2 separate regions of the Cricetulus griseus genome follow, and region 2 is linked to region 1. The links are chromatin contacts, called in public Hi-C maps. All regions are on one chromosome and are shown on one strand. Each heading gives the region's core, a stretch centred on a gene start, on an enhancer-like site or on the middle of the called end of the contact. The rest is flanking DNA. Distances are from core to core; before and after follow the strand shown.

Region 1 (7,511 bases), core at 2,785-5,284:
ATCAGGTATATATGAAATATTTATATATGCATATTCACATATATGTAGACATGCACACACATATACTCACCAATACTTAAATTTTCTTTTGTTGTTCTTCTGTGGTTCTATGTTACTTTTCAATTTTATTTTAAAAATATATTTCACAAATTTAGCTCAACCAAACAAGTCTTAAAACACATGTTTTCTTTAACATACTTGGCTGTTGAGAAGTATTTATAAGAATATTAGCTTAGATTTATATTAAATAGAATAATATAAATATTTGCTGGTAGTGCTTACTATTTTCAGATGATTTTGGAGAAATATTTTCAAAAGGATTAGGTATTAACCTGCTGAGTTTTAAAGGTATCACCAAAATTACTTGCAAATATTTTATTTCATTGACGTTAATAAGTAAAATAATTAATGAAAGTTACTACTCTTAGGAAGATAATTAAGTAAGCTGAAAAGTACACAAAATAAATGTGTCTTAAATGCTTCCAAATCTACAAAGGATAATGTGGTTGTAAACGCAAATGTCCACTGGTTAGGGGAAGAGTAAAATCAAAACCGTGGTCTCTCCAGTGAGTGTCATGTATGTGAGCTCAGACTCAGTGACACTGGATTATATGCTCTCTCCAAAAAAAAATCCTGGAAACCTACAGCATATGAATTCTCCCTACTTTAACATGTTGGTTATAATTCTTTGATTATTGATTTAGTTATACAAAAGTATTTATATATTCTAAATTCAGTTTCTATTCATTTAGGGGACTATACTGTATTTTCTATAAAATTTAGACCTAAGTGCTGGGCGTTGGTGGCGCACGCCTTTAATCCCAGCACTCAGGAGGCAGAGGCAGGTGGATCTCTGTGAGTTCGAGACCAGCCTGGTCTACAAGAGCTAGTTCCAGGATAGCTTCCAAAAGCCACAGAAAAACCCTGTCTCGAAAAAACCAATAAAAAAAAATTTAGACCTAAACATACCTATTATATAGAAGAATAAATCAAATACAAAAAGAATGTACAGGATGAATGGATTTATTTAAATATGACTAGAGATTTAGACAAACCAATAAATACTAAATACCCCTTGGGCCAGATCCTAGTCAAAGTACTACAGTGAGATAAAGAGGTATTCCTAGATATACATAATAAATTCAATCTAATGTTTCTTCCCCTGGCTTCTAAGCACACACAGAAAATTAACCATCCAACATGGGCCCTCTTTAGAAGGAAAAGAGGGAGCTCATGGACCCCAGACTGATAGCTGGGAAACCAGCATAGGACCAACCCAGACCCCCTGAACGTGGGTATCAGTTAGAAGGCCTGGTCAGTCTATGGGGCCTCTGGTAGTGGATCAGTAATTTTCCCTAGTATATGAATGGACTTTGGAAGCCCACTCCACATAGAGGGATATTCTCTCAGCCTAGACACACAGGGGAGGGCCTAGGCCCTGCTCCAAATGATATGACAGACGTTGAAGATCCCCCATGGAAGGCCTCACCCTCCCTGGGGAGCAGAAAAGGGATGGGATAGGGGCTTGGTGGGGGCAGGGGAGGAGGGGAGGGAGAGGAAACTGGGATTTACTTATAAAACAATACTGTTTCTAATTTAAATAAAAAAGGAAGAAAAAAAGGAGGCACTGCTAATATACTGAGCACAATTACAACACTGATAGATGAACATGGCTGTGTGATCAGCCTTCTCTGTCCTCCTCACTCCAGTCAGTCCACCCCAGGCTCCACATCCTCCGTGACAGCTTCCCTTGGCAGGTTTGTCCCATGTTTTACAGTAGAAAATCAGAGGGAAAAGCAAGTGAAATGGAAGAACTGGAATTGTCGAGGCTTCTCTGTGTGGTCACTGTATATTTAGTAAGCACAGATAGCAATGGCAGCAATATGGGATGGCAGGAGGCAGAAGACAAAAAGAGAACTTGTCATGGCCTTTGTGCTACCTAATAAAGAAAAGTAAAATCCACAAGTTCCTTGACAATCTCTTCACTGAACCGACACCCTCTGCGATCAAACTACAGGCTTTACAAACACTGCATAACCTCCCTGCAATCAAGGAGGCTGAATTTTATTTTTGGAGAAAAATAAAAACTATATATAGCTTACAAATACAGTACATAGGTGAGTTCTAAATTGCAAATTACAAATCTGTAGGATATAAAAACAGGAAGCTCAAAATGAGTAATATGAATCAAGGCCTTCCTTCTCTCTATACACTTCTCATTATTCTAATTTCTCTTTTAAAGGAAATTTTGCATTTCTTAGTTGTATACATAATGACTATCCACCAACCCTGCAGTATGTTCTAAAAAAAATATTCAAATAAAAACAACAAAGTTCAAGATTAAGCAAAATACCATCGGTCTCTGTTCTGAGTCTGAGTTTCATGACACCTTCCAGTCAAAAATTAAGTCATGGCAACTGTCAGAGATTCCGAGAAATGGCAATGACACAAAAACCTGGCCTTCAACCTCCTAGAAGGACAAAGGCTTCCAATACATCATGTATTTACTGCCTACAGGGGTCATTCCAACTACTCCAGCATACTCAGACAAACAGATGAGGATGAGCATTCGGACCGTCTACAATATGCATAATTCATCCACATTTTCAGACTCATGCACAGACAGGATGATTTGAATCTGTTCTTCATTCCTTCCCACCTCCCCAGGACCCAACTCAAATATTCAGATTAAAGGTTGGGAGTGGAGGGGAGAAAGTGAGGCACATATAACACAAACAATCAATGCATTCAACCATTAACTGCTCTCTTCACATCAAGAATTCATAACACAGTACAATGCATCCGGACCATACAAATGTCCATATATCTACAACAATGCTCTGTGCAAAGGCTGACCGTGACCAAAATAACTTTGCTGAAGACATGGGTATTCTTTCAGTTGAGCTGTCTGTGTGCTGCTTATGTATACATTTGAAAATATCACTATGGTCCTAGGCTTGAGGAATGCCTTGGAGGAAAGGCGATGTCAGACCACAAATCACCATCACTGTTGTGTTATGATCACAAGGAGCAGCACTTCTCAGGAAAAAGAATTAGATAAAACAAAGGGGACATCTGGGTGAAGACTGTTCAAAGAAACGGCACACTCTTTCCTTACTGGCCTCACTCCCAAAATCCCCTTTCCATTAGAATGTCAACTACATCTCAGAAACCCCGGAGAGCCTATTTTCCAGTGACCTTTAGCCAGGCTCCTGGGAGACAATCCAACCCCTCACATGCTTTTCCCTTGGCCAAAGTTATTTTTTATCTCTCAAGTTAGCACTTGTGGTTTTCAGTTCTCTCGGTGAACTTTAAAATCCATTTCTCACCATTGAGGGAGATGAAACCTTCAAGGAATACAGTAGACGGGTTCTAAATTCCTGGGTGGTCACTCACTAAACCTTTAAGCAACTGGCCTTATTCTATGTACCTCCCCCCACCCCTTAAGAAATTAAGTTTATCCATTGGGGTAATATTTACAAAGGAGCTGATAAACACCATGTGGGAATAAAAAAATTCAAAGGATGCTGTTTAAAAGAAGAGGAAGAAAGGAATACTATTCAGCATTTGCTGGGGAGAGTGTGACCCGCCTGGCATATCCTGACACGGAGCATGATGGACACTTAAAGCAGACATACGACAGTCACAGGTGACCTTTCCAGGCCCGACACACTGATGACAGCACATCCAGGCTTCACTGCAGTCGGTTCCATTTTCAAAGAGGAACCTACCAGCTCCTTGTCTCAAATGAAAATGTAAAAACTACGTTTTAAAGAGACATCTAAATTCTTCCAACTCCCTGGCATTTCAAATGAAAATGTACGACATGCATTTGAAAAGAGACATCTTCTAAATGTTCCTTGCCGGGTGACTCCTAATATCACATGTGAAGCCTTCTGCATGGCTTGGGCTGTATTTACCCAACACTGAGCCCCACCCCACCCCCCAAAAAAAAGCATGCTCCCCCAACTATTGTACTGGGAGCCGGATGGTGAAACACCCACCCCACCTAGTGCAACCTAATCTTTTCTAATGGCATGCAACCAAAGACTATATGAATCATGATTCTTAAAAGGGCCAGGAGCCAAGACTGGTGCCACTACTGCATACCACCGGCTTCCCTTTGAAGTCCTTCACATTTCACGGCTGCTGCCTACCCATACATCCTAAACAGAGAAAATTTTAAGGATTCATTTTCCAAAAGAATTTGCAAAGTTTGCCCCAAACTCATCACTGATTGACTATAATCCTTAATGCTCCCCAGCCCTAATGTAAGGATATTTGATTCATTTGATTTTTTAGTTCTTGAAAATGTATTGGGTGACACTGGCATCTGACACACTGTGAGTCCCTCAGAAAGAAGCACTATTGAACAACAAAGAACTTTCTGGTTTTTCGACTGGTAAAATGCATTGTTTTATTATTCCTTAACAATTTGAGATTTGTATCACAGCTTTCAAAGATAAATTCTCCACTTGGAAGATAGAGAATACTTTTTAAAATTAATTTATTTTTATTTTATGTGCACTGGCATTTTGCCATGGATGTCCGGGTCCCCTGGAACTGAAGTTACAGACAGTTGCGAGCTGCCATGTGGGTGCTGGGAATTGAACCGGTCCTCTAGAAGAGCAATCAGTGCTCTTAATCTCTGGGCCATCTCTTCAACCCCATAAAGAATACTTTTAAAAATGAAAGCAATGTTTTTTCATAGTTGTAAAAGTAATATATAGCATAAAATTCTAACAATCCTGGAAAGTATAATGAAGAAAATGCACATTACTCAAAATCCCAGCAAAGCACTGAGCACTGAAACACAGCTCCATACGTCATCATGGTTGTTCACACACTTTGCAGGTGTAGGTATTTTACAGAAATAAGGCCACATTTGGGCTAGGAGATGCCTCCCAAGCATGAGAACATGAGCTTGACTACAGAACCCACATTAAAATGGCAGGAGTGGTGGTCCATATTTATGATCTTACCACTGAAGAGGAGACAGGAGGCTCACTCCCTAACCGGCTAGTCTAGTCTAACTGGTGAGCTCCGAGCCAATGAGAGACACTGTCTCAGAAGAGGTGGATGGTTTTCCTGAGGGTGAGGATGACATCCAAAATTAGTCCTCTGTCTTTCTCTGCTTGCTTTGTCTCTCTCCCTGTCTGTCTCTCTGTTTGTCTCTGTCTCCCTGTCTCTCTCTTACTCTCCCCCCCACGCCAGTGCGTGTGTACCCAAACACACAAACTGCACACACACACACATATAAGTAAATAAATAAACCACATTTAATGTATTGATTTTTTTTTAAAGTTCTACTTATTTTTATGACTGTTTTGTCTGAACACCAGAAGAGGGCATCAAATTCCATGGGACTATAGTTAAAGACAGTGTGAGCTGTCATGTGGGTGCTGGGAATTGCACTCAGGACCTCTGGAAGAGCAGACAGTGCTCTTAACTGCTGAGCCATCTCCCCAGCCTCCACTGTACTGAATTTTAACTCAACATAGTTTACAGATAGTCCATAGCTATATAGTACCTAAAATTAGATATCTACATTCATTGTGCTGCAGTGTGTCCTTTTACTTACAGCTTTATGTGGTAGTTTCGTTATTTTTCAGAAAGGAAATAGTGAAAAACTAGATATATAAATTGCTAAACTGCCAGACTGCTTCTGTAACGGCAAACCATTGCTTGCTGGTTTGCAGCTGGCCTTTGTTCTGCTGCAGACCCTGACAACACTCTCTAGAGAATACCTTTTGTCAACATATACGCCATGCCAGCATCAACATATATGCCACTGGCCAGCATATACTGATGCCAGCACATCATTTGCATTCCAACTTCTCAATGCTGCCCCCTGCCCCAGGACAGGGTTTCCCTGTGTACCCCTGGCTGTCCTGGGACTCACTCTGTAGACCAGTCTGGCCTTGAACTCACAGAGATCCGACTGCCTCTGCCTCCCAAGTGCTGGGATTAAGGGTGTGCGCCACCACTACCCAGATTATTGATGCTGCTTTTTAAATGAAGGGTCCTCAAACTTTTAGTCAACCTATTTATTAATCTTTAAATCCCAGGATTGGGATTACATTTAGAAGTGAATCCTTGTCTCAATATAACAAAGGTATTCATCTGAAATACACGGGAATGTCAGTTTCCAATTAAGCATTTTATCCAATTTAAATTTATTCTGATATGGAATAAAGGAAGGAGTTGACTTTGTTATTTTTAAATTCCTGGTTAAGTGTTTTCAGAGGTATTCATTTAAAGAAATGAATCCTTTCCTGTTACTGATATTCCATCTTGGTCACATGAGTCCCTGATCTGAGGTCTGTGAGAATCCTCTCCTTTATTCTGAAATGTTGATTTGTAGCATTGACACATGGATGCCATACTGTTTTAGTTATGATCATTCAACATTGTGTTTGCACATCACAAAGTCATGTGAAATCTTCAGACAGGAAAATTACTTACTACTACCTTGCATTACTTTTTAATAATCAAAGAACTTAGAAAGTTCAAGAATGAAGCAGATGATACCAACACTACTAATAAAAAATACAGTATCTAGCCGGGCGTTGGTGGCACACACCTTTAATCCCAATACTCGGGAGGCAGAGGTAGTCGGATCTCTGTGAGTTCAAGGCCAGCCTGGTGTACAGAGCGAGTTCCAGGACAACCTCCAAAGCAATACAGAGAAACCTTGTCTTGAAAAACCAAAAACCAAACCAAAACAAAACAAAACAAAACAAAAAAACAAAAAAAACAGTATTTATAATCACATAGACCTTAACATCTGATATGTTCATCATAATACAAAGTAGTGTTTCTTAGGAGTAAGAGTTTTGTCAAAGACTCCCTAGCCAATGACTGGCACGTCAAAATCTTAATTTCACATATACTTCCCATAATGACACTTATTTTAAAATAGAACAGTGAGTGACCTATAAAAGCCCAAATTTTCTCACTTCTTGATTAATCTGCTTTACTAAAACATATGTACATGTGTACACAGAAATATAAGTCATGGAAGGATATAGTTCACAAGACATATATGTAAATAGGTATATGATGGCCATGTAATTCATACAGGAATTATGTGTGTTTGCATATTGCTTATATGGAGAATGATCCACAATAGCTATGCCCTCAATTTGGAATGGGTGAGTGTATTGGGTATACAGCAAGCAGAAATAAGAGAATAAACCAGCTGAGACAGCAGCCCTTCCTCCACAGCAGACACTATCACCCAGCAGAAACTGACCGGGGAAGGCCCAGGGAAACAATCAGCTGCAGTTTCCCACTGAGCTTTTTATCTTCCCATTGATGAGTCTCCCGTGCTAAACTCTGGCCTCTGGTTTGCACTGCAGGCAGCTTATATTATGGGATAGGCAGCTCTATTGGAAACAGTTCACATTCTAGCTCCTCTCACTGGCACAGTGTTACCTCTTGGGCTGTTCTGCTCTTCTCTTCCCTCTCAGAGTCAGGGATCCAGTACATCCCAGGACAAGGGGCTTGGT
Region 2 (7,223 bases), core at 2,504-5,003, 70 kb before region 1:
TGCGCTCTTCCTGATCAGTTAACCACAGGCTCTCTCGGCTTCCTGGTCCTCAGAACAGCTCACCAGAACCTGGCCTCGCAAACGCCAGCAGCCTCTGTGAGCATCGTTTACGTAACACTTTACTAAGGCTGAAGTTAGGGATTGTTAAATTTGAGGAAACTAAAATGCAAACTAATTTTTAAAGAGATCAGCAGAAATTTTAATTACAAACATCTGCAACTTCTAAAATGGGTTTAAATCAGGCTAAATTAGCCAAATATCTCCATTTCTTTTCCTATTTCTATATGTTGTACTTTGATTTTTAATTGTCCGTGCAAGTGTTAAGATCAGCTCCAAGCTTTCAGGGGTTATGGGACTCACTAAAAGCCTTTCATTCATCAAAATGATTTTTCACTTTCCAAACAAGCATCAACCTAACCACAAGGGAATAGCTGTTAAAAAAAAAAAGAAAGGAAGAGAGAGAGAGAGAGAGAGAGAGAGAGAGAGAGAGAGAGAGAGAGAGAAAAGAAAGTCATGTAAGTTCACTGAAGGACAGCTAGCATTTTGTGAAAATAATTTTTTTAAATTTACATACTAGAACAAGACGATCACCTGAATATGTTCACAATTTAACATGAACTAAAATGATTTTAGCACAGTGTTCTAAAAGAGCACTGGGGTTTGTATTTCAGTCTGTTGGCATTTGGATGATTGAGATATTTTTTTCAGGTGGGGATGCCCAGTTGCCGATGTCCTAAACAGCCTTGTTTCAGAGGCTGAGTTTGTTGTTTACTATTCAAATATGCCAAAAAAAATAAAAAAGCCAGCAAGGACAAAAAATTGCATATTATTAAATTGTCATTATTCCTTCAAAAACATTTTTATGGATATTTAACATGGAAAGTATTCAAAAAGAAATTTACTTGTATTTTTGTTCACAGTTACTCTAAAAACACTATTTTTAAGTAGCATACAGTGCTACTTCATAACTGTTTAGAGCATAAAAAATTCTTAGAAACCACCTCTATTTTATTACCCTGCTTTCTTTCGCACACACCAGAGAGAGAGGGAAGTATACATGATTAATTAAGCCATCACTAATTAATTAAGTATGAGCCACTCTGACCAGTTGAATAATTGCTATGGTTATAGATGTATAGGCATGAAGCTTGTTCTTAAGAGATATAAATGTTTTCCAACCTAAAAACCAACATTTCCTTTATCTACAAGAACTATACATATGTATCTCTGTGTAACATATGTACAGTGCACACTTAATATGTATGCTTGCATTTGAAATAGTTCGATGCTCTATTTACTTAATAGAAATAGATTAGTCCTAAAACCCAAAATTCAGGAAAGATCAAAAATGTATGTGACTGATAAAAATAGGTGCGTTCCAAAGAATAACAGTTCAAGATGTTCCCTCAAAATATGTAAGAATGCTCATGTATTTCAGCCACGTTTCTACTTCTGCTATCCCAAGATGATAAATAAATAAATAGAGCTTAGTCTTTTCTAAATTAAAAAAATAGGATTCTCAAATTTTCATATTAATTTGAATAAATTATCGTGTTACGGTTTCTGGATGATTAATTTGAATAATAAGACAGTGGCTGCTACTGAATTTCTGGGAGGAAAAACATTTTTGAAGGTAGGCTTAACTCTATTTTGACTTGGATCAAAAAAAGGGGGTTCATTTAAGAATGCAACTCTCTGAATTAAAACAATTACCAGAGAACACATTTTAGGCAATCAGTTTTACCATTAAAATGAACAACGACCCCACACCCCCCTACACCTACAACGTATTTTGAATAGGGGAAGGGTTTGTGTGTACGAACATGGAAGAGACCAAAAGATACGCTGCTCCAAGAGCGATGCTGCCTCGGTTCTTAGCCGATCAGAAGCCACGGCATTATTCAAAACCCCTTCTTATTAAAGACAGTTGCAAAATCATTCTTTTATAGGTGCTACAATTTGGTTCAAAGCCTCCTAGAAGGTGAATGGCGCTGTTAAACCATTAACCACTCAGCTACTAAGCATGAGGGAAATTAGGCTCGTAGAGACGGCAGCAGCAGTCAAAATTAACAATGGATTATTCTTGTAATTAGGGCACCGGGAGGGGGAAAGAAAAGGGGAGAAAGAAGTTAGCAGCATAGCTTTCCCTCAGATAACCCAAAGACTCGACTTTATAATACAACATCACAAAATGATGGCTGTTAACACTTGTTTGGGGCACCATTTCAAACACAAAATGGAACTTACAAAAAAAAAGATAAGCTACTTAAATCTTAAAAAGGAAACTAAAAACTAATGGTAATTTTCTCATGTATCACATTTCAAAGAAGAGCCCTTACTGTATAAAGATCCCATGAGTTCATGACAGCTTTATTCTTGGAGCCACAGACCCAGCTATTGTTATGCTCTGAAACTGCGGGAACTGCTGCCACCTATCGGACGGAAGCTGCAACGGCAGCTTTTTACTCAGCGATCTCCTCTATTGGGGACAGAAATGTCCTGAATGTGTAAGCACTTTTCTTAACAGCAGGTGGCCTCACTTTGGCTACAGATTTACCTCAAAGACGCTGGTTTAAAAGCTTTTTCGTGTTTTGTAAAATAAACTCCAACTTCTGCTTAAATCTAGTTGCTAGGTGATTTGTGATAGAAAAAAAAAAAACTCCTTGAACTCTGCAAAATTCATGAACATAAACACTTTCACAAAATCTATCCCAAGTTGTTAATCTGATCTCACTCAGAGCCATTCTGCACCAACCCGACCACAAAAGACATATGTATTCTGCTGAGACTCACCACACCAGGGTGGGGCAAGGGGCAATACTTAGGGAAGTGTGTTTATTGGGTGTAAAAATGCCAGTTATCACAATTAATCCCTTTTTCTAGAATTTATCTTTCTGTGATAGCAAAGATAGAATTGACCTTTTCATGAGGCTTCCTTAGGTAACATATTTATTATCTATGCATATATATAGAGAGATAGATAGATCATATATATGTTACACACACACATACACACACACACACACACACACACACACACACACACACACACACACGTATTACTACAAGGAACCATAAACTCAAACCTTTAATGGCAGCAATACATGTTGAAGATGCCAGAAGGATTTTCTTAAAAAAGAAAAGCAGTTTATTTCCTTATCTTTTCATTGTAACCACCAAATGATACTGTCCCTTTGTCTCCTGTATCTATTAAAACATATTAAAACAGCCAACCGTTTTGCAATTGTCAAAGTTATAAAGCATTTTAGATGTTAGCCATGCATTGCTGCAAATAAGGACAGAAACAAAGGGTTTTACCATCTCCAGAGGACAACATAATAAAGCCTATAAACAAAGTGGAAGCCCTTGTAACAGGCAGCCATTTAGTCCAAATCAGAAATAAATACTGTCTGATGTGCAGTTATGAACACACCATCCACACTGAATCCTAAACCACTACCCATAACTATAGCCAATGGCAAAAGCAAGTAAACAGGCAAATAACACACACACACACACACACACACACACACACACACACACACACACACCTAGGACGGAACAAGGAAAGAAAATAATAGCCCATCCTAATTATGAAAAGGCAAAAGCAATTATCCTGAAATGTTCACTATTCCTGAAATATCAGGTGAAGACTGAAGGTTTTGCTGGAGATGATGGCTTACGTCTATAATATCAGCATTCAGAGGAGGGTGAGGCAGGAAGAGAGCTGTGGGTTTGAGGCCAGCAGGGTTACACAGTCAGTTATAAGCTAGCCAGGGATAATGTATGAGTCACTGTTTTGGTGAGGGTGGGGATGAAAGATTTAGCCAACAATCTAAATGCTTATTGTCTTTCTCTAGAAGGAATTCAGGGTATGTTTTCTCAAGTGGTATTCAAATCTCTGAGAAACCAAAGGTTTCTAGAAAATATTTAACCACAGTTTTTTTTTATTTTATTTTACATGTTAAATCCATTGTGTACACATGTATACTTTCAAAGCCACTAACACTGAAATAAGTTGCTGCTGCAACCTTGTATAGGTTGTTTGTTATCAAGGATCGTGTATGGAGGAAATACCATTGGGCCTTATGTGTGAGGTAACTGTTGTGACCAGGCTTAGCCCACACCTCATACATCAAGATGATGATAATGTTTACATCTATCATCTTAAATTTTTGTCTGGCCCAGCACCATCTTCAAGTGACTATTCTGTACGCTAGTGGACTTTAAATGCTTTTTATTGTTAAGAGATGGCAGCTAGGAGCCCGCATGGCTCAGTGGTTAAAGGAGCTCACTGCCAAATCTGTCTGCCTGAGTTCATTACCCAGAATCCACAAGGTAAAGGGAGGGAACCAAGCCCTGCACGTTGTCTTCTGACTTCCACATGTGTGCCGTGGCATGCACACATGCCCAGCAATAATTAATCAATCAATTAATTAATTGATTAATTAAAGGCAGCTGGGCAAGGTAGAGGCCAAATGTGCTCAACCAGAAATCCAACTGCTCCTGGAACACCAGACCTTCTGCTTGCATCTCTGCCTATGCACTTTTATACTTCCCCAGTTACCTATACAAGTTATTTCTTTTTCCCTCCATTTTTTATTAATTTATTTTTTGCATTCCAATCCCAGTTCCCAATCCTTCCATTCGCCCCACCTCTCATTTGTTCCCCTAGAGAGGGTAAGGCCTCCCCTAGGAAGTCTACTAAGTTTGTCCCATCATCTTGTTGAGACAGGACCAAGGCACCTCTCCACCCCCACACCCCCGTGTCTAGGCTGGGCAAGGTATCTCTCCATATAGAATGGGCTCCACTAAGTCAGTTTGGGCATTAGTGTTAGATCTTGGACCCACTGCTAGTGGCCTCATATATTGTCCCAGTCACACCATTGTCACTTATATTAAAGGAGTCTTATGCAGGTTCCCCATTTGTCAGAGCTGAGTCAGTGTATACAAGTTATTTCTAGATGGTTCACTGGATCATTGAAGTTCAGGGGTTTCAGCCTTAAATTATTTCCAAACCAAAGTGAAGAAATACAATGTTAAAAATTTTAGCAACAGGACTAAGAGTAGTTATTTGATGTGGATTTGTTTAAGCGGAGTCACTGTACTGACACTGATGCAATGCTGGGTGTCACCAAACTTCACGGTAGCTTCATGGGATTGCCTGTGCTCAGCTAGATCAAATCTTAAGGCTACTATTAATAATCGCATTACAGCAGACTGGACTTTCCTTAAGTATTTTGATAGGATTGTGATTTGACAGACAGAATGAACAATATACTTCTATGTTTTTTGGTTTTTGGTTTGTTTTTTTTTTCATGTTTTGCTTCTCTTACCTTCTCTATACACTCACTGTAATGATTTCTTGGAGTCTCTGACTTAGGCTACCTTTTATATAACTGCACATAAAAATGTGCTCTTGTTGCTTCCAGGAGTTGGTCTCTTGGACCATAATCACTACACTGCTATTAGTACCCATCCTACGTCACATGCTAGGTGCTTTCTGTTCATGAACATTGGTCTTTTATTCACTGTTCGAAGCATTACCTCCATTTTTGCAGATGGAGGAGAAAAGTCAGGGAAATTACATGTCTTTCCAAAGCCACCAGTTCTGCAGATTACAAATTGAGATCTTGGTAATCAAGCCTGGAAATAATCTAATTTAAAAGAAAATATTGCATCAGTGAGAGGGCTCAGTGGGAGAAGGTGCCTGCTGCCACGCCAGGTGACCTCAGTTCAATCCCTGGGACTCCTAGTAGGAAAAAGAGCCAATTCCCTCAAGAAACCCTTGGACTTTCACGAACCTTCCGTGGCACATTGCAACACACACACACACACACACACACACACACACACACACACACTCACAAATAAATAAACAAACAAACAAATACATAAATAAATGTTTTTGAAAGTCAAAGTCATTGGAGAACTGCTACAAGGAACACATGTTTTCGAGCATCTTTTCACAAAATAATTTATTTTTTAAATTAAGTTACCCAAATTCTTTAAAATGGACTGGGTGCTTTTAAAACCTGAATGAAACATGATTTAACATTTCATTTATAGTCTTTGTATACATTCATATTATCATAATAAAATGAACATATTTCACAGCAAGAAAGAGATCCAGCAGCTAGGAAATATAAATAGTTGATCTACAAAATCATTACATATCCCATTTTAAGAACATATTACAATATGCAAACCTGTAGAGCGACCCCATGTTGATAATGAGTGGGATCATTTGAATTTGCAATATTCTTGATCTTTATAGAATTAATAATCTTCTACTTAATTTTTTTTCAACAGCACACTTTTACGACTTTTGTAGTGTCTTCATTTTGAAAGCACTTAGAATAAACAGTTTAAAAACTGTAATTTTCTATGTAGGTGCAGTATTAAATTGCAATATCGACTCAAGCACTGAAGAACTACAGTGCTACCCTGAGGACAAAAGGCATCTTAGGTGTCTTAAATATATTATGAAGAAGTCTTTTCTTTAAATCATCAACCAAGGTAACACCATTCTTTTCTTTTAAATAGTCAGTCAGTCTTGTTTCACATCAAAACCAAAAGCAATAACATTGCAAGTACTACATGCTGTAGAATAATAAGAAACAAAAGAAAGGTTTCAAAGGACATGCTAGCTTTGATTTGAAGGGACACACAGGAAAATAAGCAGGTAGGTCTCTAATGACAGTCATACATTATCTTTCTCCAGAACACTCCTAAATGAAGAGCCAATGAAATCAGACATTGGGTTTTTTTTTTGTTTTTTTTTTTTTAATGGAGTTCCCTTTTATAATGGTATCTGGCTGTTCTCTTCTTTGGGGGAAGCATGCCTGTAATATATGCTGTCACTAGTTTTGCTTTGGGTATACCAGTTGTTCCTTTCAAATTTCTACCTTCTCTTACCTATATGTAAAAAATACTTTTTCAAATAAGGCCCACTCTGTACTTTTTTCCTCAGGATGATATCTTACAATATTTACTAAGCTTTATCTTTTAAGTTTTCATTTACTTTAAAAATTTAAATAATGTATTAATAAGATTTATTAACTGTTCAAGTGAATACAAAATGAAAGTGTTAAGCTAATGCCTCACGCTTTAAAATGGTTGCATTTTTTGCTCAACTATAGTATTTCAGTAAATTCTAAAACCAAGTTTATTAAAATCACAATTATATATTCCTGAAGTGAATCTATCATCCTACTTCAGGT

The links. Hi-C and Micro-C count contacts between places; a contact is called where the count stands out from the background.
Region 2: a Hi-C map of the CHO-K1 cell line shows a contact between it and region 1, with 4 times the contacts expected there. The contact joins two enhancer-like sites. A contact is called at or near these places in 4 of 8 Hi-C or Micro-C datasets (the CHK-Q cell line, the CHL-YN cell line, the CHO-K1 cell line and 1 more).

Annotation. Positions count from the first base shown.
Region 1 is chr5:86,704,409-86,711,919 of CriGri-PICRH-1.0, reverse strand. The region is part of intron 3 of Camkmt (calmodulin-lysine N-methyltransferase); the gene reads right to left. Among named protein-coding and RNA genes, the nearest start is that of Camkmt, 24 kb to the right of the region's middle. Within about 2 kb of position 4,034, at least 1 of the 6 cell types and tissues checked has open chromatin away from gene starts, as enhancers often do. A contact at or near this core is called in the CHO-K1 cell line, where this site is marked.
Region 2 is chr5:86,774,016-86,781,238 of CriGri-PICRH-1.0, reverse strand. The region is part of intron 3 of Camkmt (calmodulin-lysine N-methyltransferase); the gene reads right to left. Among named protein-coding and RNA genes, the nearest start is that of Camkmt, 93 kb to the right of the region's middle. Within about 2 kb of position 3,753, at least 1 of the 6 cell types and tissues checked has open chromatin away from gene starts, as enhancers often do. A contact at or near this core is called in the CHO-K1 cell line, where this site is marked.